2 separate regions of the Xenopus tropicalis genome follow, and region 1 is linked to region 2. The links are chromatin contacts, called in public Hi-C maps. All regions are on one chromosome and are shown on one strand. Each heading gives the region's core, a stretch centred on a gene start, on an enhancer-like site or on the middle of the called end of the contact. The rest is flanking DNA. Distances are from core to core; before and after follow the strand shown. Region 1 holds the start of phka2 (phosphorylase b kinase regulatory subunit alpha, liver isoform). Region 2 holds the start of ppef1 (serine/threonine-protein phosphatase with EF-hands 1).

Region 1 (3,423 bases), core at 469-2,968, 130 kb before region 2:
TGACTTGCATGTTACTGCGGGTCAGGTGACCAGGTGAGCAGAGGCTAAATAAGGGTAATTCCTGAAATATCCTTTCTAGTGGACATGACTGTGCTTGCCGGAGCCTTTATGCATTGTGCTCCACATTACATTACCCCTCAGTCAGAAACTCCAGGTCCTGAGCTTAAGTATATTGTAGAAAACAGATCTCATGTATTTACAAAAGGAGAAAGGGCAGGGTGGGGAGATCTGACTCCAACAGAAGATCTGCACTACCCACGTGCGCCAACATTTTTGGTAGACTTGTTACCTGCAGTTAGTACTGATCTTTCCATGTACCATAGCCTAAGGCAGAATGTCCAGATCAGTCCAGGCTACCAGCTACAGAGCTATTATGGAAGTGGCACATAGGAAATTCTGAGCATGTTGACACCCACACAATTTTTAGCAAGGAAGGTGGACAGCCAAAGCCATTTCTCCCTGAATTTAATTTATCGATAAATGCCTTATTACACAGGTAATGGACTAACCTGCAAAGACCTGGTGATTATCATTCAAGTCAATGAAAGGGCAACAGTGAGCGTTTGTGTGCCCTCCAGCTGAACTGGAAATGGCATTGGCACCAAAATGCTTGCAATCTACCCCTGTGCCACTGCCTTTAAAGGAACTGTAAGGGTGAAGACACATGTTGCTACTAGTAGCAGCTACTTGTTGTGGCTACTGAAATAGGCAATGCTGATCATTTACTGATAACTGTCTGTACATGTGTTTTAGCAGAGGCAGTTCTCAGTATTGTCTATGACAGGGTATTTTTTTGGAGCTTTGTAGCTGTGAAAAAGTAGCTGCTACTAGTAGCTCAGTGTGTCTTCACCCTAACAGTGTTTAGTGTTGTCAAATGAGCAAGCAGAAGCTGAAGAAAGCCCTCTGCATGAGCTTTATAAGAACCATCCCTAAAGGTGGCCATACACGCACCGATAATATCGTACGAAACCTCGTTTCGTATGATATTCGGTGCGTGTATGGTATGTCGGCGAGTCGACCGATATCGCAGGAAGCTGCTGATATCGGCCGACTCGGCGATCGGACCAGTTGGAAAATTTTGATCGGGCGCCATAGAAGGCGCCTGATCAAAATCTCCCTTCAGAGCTGAATCGGCAGAAGGAGGTAGAAATCCTATTGTTTCTACCTCCTTACCTGCCGATTCAGCCCTGAATGGTGTGTGGCACATCTGACGATGTTCCACGTGTATGGCCAGCTTTAGGATATATATTTAACCAATAGCAAATTAAAAGTAAATCATAAACAAACAGAAAGGGCTTTTATAGTGTAAAACTATTCAAGCTATTTGAGCTGATGGGGTTGGTGCTTGTAGAGAATGATAGTAGATCATGGTTAATGGAGGGTCCTGGGTCCCTGAGAGCCCAAACCCACTGCACTAGGGAATAACTCACATTCAATTCGCTTTCCATCTCTAGAGAACATAAAACCCTAAGTACTGCACAGGACAAAACAGTGTGCATTGTAGTTGTACTGTATCAATGGTGTCTCTGCTATCAACAAGGAAATGGCAAGGTACCTCCCCCTGCCCGTGTGTCAGCACAACCTGTATCCCATTACCCCAAACAAAGCAGCGATATTCAGTCACCGGGAAATACAATGGAACGGATCCTACTCGCCCCTCACTCTCTGTAGGTTCCCGGGGGGGGGGGGCCTTTGAGACAGTGCCGGTGGGAGGGGCTAGTGGGGCTGGATGGTGCCAGATGACACACAAACAGCGGCAGGTCTATGGGAGATCAGATGATATATATGCCGAGGCCATAACCAGAGCAGCTAAGGAAGGGGACGCTGTGCGGCCAGATGATGCTGTTTTGCTTTCATTCTTGGTGGGAGCGACTGTGCCCGCTGGGTGAGCCATAAGCCGCTAGCCCCGGAGCCCAGAGAGTCACCTTGCTGAGTGCGGGGGATTGTGAGGCGCTGCCGGATCAGCAGGGAAGCTTAGGGCAAATCATCTGTGCGGATCTACAAGGTGAGCAGCATTAGCAGCAGGCTGTGTGTGTGTAAATACCTTTTATATACATATATTTATATATACATGGTGTGCTGTCATTCATTCGCTACAGACAGACTGCAGCACACGGACTAACAGGGTCAGCTGAGGGTGAGCTTACTCCTTACTGCTGTGCTACTGTACATTCATTAGTACTGGGATAAGCAGTGTTTTATATATTGCCCCAGTGCAATACTATATATATATATATTTACATTTTATATATTCCTACTGTATCTCATACCACATGGCACTTATATATATATATATATATATACATATATGTATTTATTGTATTTATTTATTATATCACTTGTCCTCCCTGTGCGTAATTTTGTATTCTGTAAGACTGTACAGCGCTGCGTACCCTTGTGGCGCTTTATAAATAAAGTTATACATACATACATACATACAAGGATATTATAAGTCACTGAGGAGTTCCATGGCCATATAATACCACCATGGAACTCTGAGGTGACTTCTAATATCCATGACCTGTATAAAAGGAACCTGCCATCAGCTTTTATACAGTCATGGAACATTTCTCTGACTTATAATATCCATACATTTTACTGTATGGTGTACTTTATAGATTGTAAGCTCTTTCAGGCAGGGCCCTTTTCACCTCTTATATCGGTTATTGGTTGCTTTGTATGTTAATTTGTATGTAATTCTGTAAGTATAAATCCTCTTATTTGTACAGCACTGCAGAGTATGTTGGCACTTTATAAATACATGTTAATAATAATACTTTTGGAATAATATTTTTTCATATATCTATTGTTACTGTCATATAGATGAAAAAAGTAAGCTTATATTCTAAAAAAATATATATAGTTCATGGTAATTGCAATATAGTCAGGTTTTGGATCTGTTATCTGGAAACCTGTTACTCAGAATGTTCAGAAATATGGCAGAAATTTGCTGAACTGTTCATAAGTATAGGGCAAAACAGATCTCTTTAATGCTGCTTTTAGGGTTGCCACCTGGCTGGTATTTTGCTGGCCTGGCTGGTAAAAATGATGCTAGATGCTAATGTTATTAACAGGGACAAACATAATAATAAAGAAAGGCCAGTATTTTTTTCCAGAAAATGAGGGCAGCCCTACTGCTTTGACTGAAATGATTCTTTTAAGGAGTTTTTGCGGTACCTTGGGCTGGACTGATAATGATACTGGCGATCTTCCTCAGCCAAAGTCAACAAATATTTATGTTTTAAATTTTTTGTGCACAGTCAGGCCTATGTTAGTATGAATATTCTCTCGGTCTGTTTGTGAGTGCATGGCCTTTCTAAGAATATTCCTTTCAGCGCTTTATTTTTGGAATCTCCTGAGTAAATGTTGGTGGTTTGCTTTTCAGGGTTACATGAAAGGCGGAGCTACAAATCCAATATCTGA
Region 2 (3,472 bases), core at 587-3,086:
CTTGTTATCAGTGCACAGATCAAAAGCCAGTTTCCATGTTGGTATTGGGCTGCATGAGGGCACATGGCATGGAGAGCAATGGAGAGCACATCTGGGATGGCACCATTAATGCTGAATGATATATACAGGTTTGGGAGCAACATATGCTGTCATCCAGATGTCTTTTTCAGGGAAGGCCTTGTTTATTTCAGCAAGAGAATGTCAAACCCCATTCTGCGTGTATTACAACAGCATGGCTCTGCAGTAAAAGAGCCAGGTGCTAGACGGTTGGCATGCAGTCCAGACCTGTCACCCACTGAAAACATTTGGTAAGGAAAAATATAACAAAGCAAATCCCAAACTGCCGAGCAGATGAAATTAGGTCTGTTGGTCTCCTCAGTTCCCAAACGGTTACAGAATGCTGTTAAAAGAAGTGATGCAACACAGTGGGAAACATGCCCCTGTCCCACCTTTTTGGGAAGTGTTGCTGGAATCAGTTTCATTGTTAGTATATATATTTCAGAAAACAATAACATTTGTTCAGTTTCAACATTTGATATGTTATTGTTGTACTATTTGCAATTAAATATAGGGCTTAATGACTTGAAAATCATCCATTTTTTAAGAAATGGGGCTGTATTTTTTTCTTTAATATTAACTACTGTTTACAACTATACCTACCAATAGAAGCATTATAAGATATATCACAATAATGAGATCAAAGTCGACTGTGCTGCTTCTGCAAGCAATGCAGTTTATGACATGTAAAATAAAAAGGGTACTGGTGAAATGTCTACGGACAGTGCTGGTAAGCTAGGCGGAAAGATGGCAAGATTCCTGATAATCCATATTTACTTTAATTTTTTAAGGGTTTTAAAGAATTAATTATTTTATAAATGAAACTGTTAAATCACAGAGAGTAGGAGTTTCTAGCATCTGTCTGTTGGCTAATTCCTACCTGTCATTTCCATCTGTCACATTTCCCATACTCCTATTGTTAGAAAAATCTTAAAAAATAAATATAAAATAAAATATAAACACAACAAATAAATATGCAGCTCCCAATATTTCAGTAGGGCAGAAGTTTCTCCCTTACCTTACAGCATGCACACCCTTTGTTAAAATGTAAAAGACATAAATGATTTATGGTTGCCCAGGAATTCCTACGTGGACTATTTCTCTTCTTTTCACTTGGCACTCTGCAGTCCATTTGATGCCATTTTTGATTGTCCCCTTTAAGCAAACACTACCTATTTATAAACAGACGTGTTTATCTTTCTTGTCAAACACTATGTAAATGAGCTGGTCTTCGGGAATACAATTAAATAGAGTAAGTCACTGTAGTGCCGTGGGAGTTTCGGCTCTCTGTCTGCTACATTGAATGAATCAGGTCAGTAATAAGCAAACATGCTGGGAAAATGTACAGAATTCCATTCACACAATCACCAGGGCATGTATCAGGCACTAAGAAACACACTGTACCTGCTGTTGCGATGCTGAATTCCTTTGAAAACACAGTGCTCAGGAAAAACATTTCCTATCTTGCTTTCTCCTCATTCCCAGCCTAGAACAGGAGAAAAAGAGCTTGCAGATAAGTGATTGGGCTGTGGCTTCATATTTACCGTATTCCTTAATGAAAGATATGGTCTCCTCTTCAGACTGCCACTCCTCTTCTATTCACAACTGCATAAACTGGCCATTAAGATTTCCTTACTAAGCCATTTCTGCTTGTGTTACACAGTGCAGTGCCGCATCCCAAGCTGGCCTATTGACACCATTAAAGCACTAGTTAATTTTAGAGGTCTGTATCTTACGGAGGATACCCGACCTGTAGAAAAATAAGTAAAAGCACATAATCATTGGCAGTGCCTGTGCAGTCATGTGACTACTTCAGAATCCTTTTGGTAGGCAAATGAAGCCACATGAATACCAAATGAGACACTCACATTTAACCATTTGGCTGCTTTTCATATTCAGTTTTGCCTATGAATCTGCTAGTTACTTTCTAATCCAGTATTTCTGTGCTCTTAGTATGGACTACACACCAAACTCATGGTGTCATTAATGTTCACAAATGCAGTGAGGAAAGTGCAATTTTGTGTTTTTACCCACAATGCAGCATTCCCCCCCATGATTCCAGTGTTGTTGCATTGAGAGTTGTGTCTGACAGAATTACAGCTGATTCATTAAAATAAGTACAATTGTATTTTGTCCTTTGTTTCAAATCAGTTGCAGTTGTGTTGAAAGTTCAGTTGGTGTAATTTCCGGCATTCTGGTGTGTGAGTGATGTGTGTGTCTATTGTTTGCTCTGCGCCAAATGGCACAGGCTGCTGTGGGAACCTTGTAGCTATCTCCTGGTCTGGAGGTTACGATAATCAATAGGTGTAACTGCGCTCGATTGGGAACAGGAAGCAGAATGTTCAATGCCAAGTGTGACTATATGACAGTGACAGGAAATCCTTTTCATGCATGTACCTTTAATAAATGGGTACCTAATACCATACCACACCATTACCGTCTCGCAACTGACTTTTTGGGAAAATTTGCGTGACTGCAACTGCATTAGTGATCATATATTAACCCCTAATAAGTGTTATCTAGAAGACAGCTAGAAACTAAAATAATTACAAAAAGGATATTGTAACATTAACTTACTGTATATGTGTAAGTGTCAGATATTTCATTACATGGTTGTTCAAGTCAGGGGCAGAGTATTTCTTACCCTACATTGTTTTCTTTAAAACTGTGGAATCATATAAATTTGTTTAGAAAAGTATAAATAACGAGAGCCAAAAGTGAAAGGAAAACACTTATAAAACTAGATAAACTTTGATCTAAACAGAATGTAAACCTCATAAAGATTTAAAGAACTAAGTGGGTATTTACAACAGTAGTAGCACTGCCTTTCAATGAAAATTGCACAATACCCATTGAAAGTGTCTAAAACAATGTATAAAGGCTGTTACCTCTTATTGAGGGCATTTTAATTGCCGCAATTGGACATCCTAGCATAATAACCCTTACGGGTTTTGTTCAAACATGGGAAATGTTTGCACTATCAATGTGACCCACAGGCACCAATAAATATCTGCTTTCACTATTATCTGTCAGTATTTGAGGTTAAGGGCACTTTGTTCGCAACAGTTCTAAATATAGACAGACCAACAGAGACTACCTTGTCGTTTGTTGCTATGGGGTTCTTGTCTACAGCATCCATTGCCCCTGCTTTTGTTCATACATATGTTGCAGCTGATTTACTAATATAGGTGCTAAATTGCTCTTTTCATAAATCAGCCATTCTGTTCACACATTTTTGAATATCAACACAGGGCACATTTGCCTGTGGGCAATACCCCCTGGCAACCAATCAAATTGTTGCATTCACTGTTCTACCTGCAGCTGATTGGTTACTATGGGACACTGCCCATGGGCCAATTTGACCTGTGTTGATAAATGACCCCCATTGACTCTCTGGCAGCAGCTAGAAGCCACC

The links. Hi-C and Micro-C count contacts between places; a contact is called where the count stands out from the background.
Region 1: a Hi-C map of gastrula embryo shows a contact between it and region 2, with 2.4 times the contacts expected there. The contact joins the promoter of phka2 here to the promoter of ppef1 in region 2. A contact is called at or near these places in 2 of 5 Hi-C or Micro-C datasets (gastrula embryo and neurula embryo).

The regions. Positions count from the first base shown.
Region 1 is chr2:45,137,540-45,140,962 of UCB_Xtro_10.0, reverse strand. phka2 (phosphorylase b kinase regulatory subunit alpha, liver isoform) reads left to right here and starts at 1,718. Exons shown (of 33, transcript XM_031896750.1): 1 at 1,718-2,005; 2 at 3,386-3,423.
Region 2 is chr2:45,005,222-45,008,693 of UCB_Xtro_10.0, reverse strand. It overlaps ppef1 (serine/threonine-protein phosphatase with EF-hands 1), which reads right to left and starts at 1,836. Exons shown (of 17, transcript XM_031896748.1): 1 at 1,602-1,836.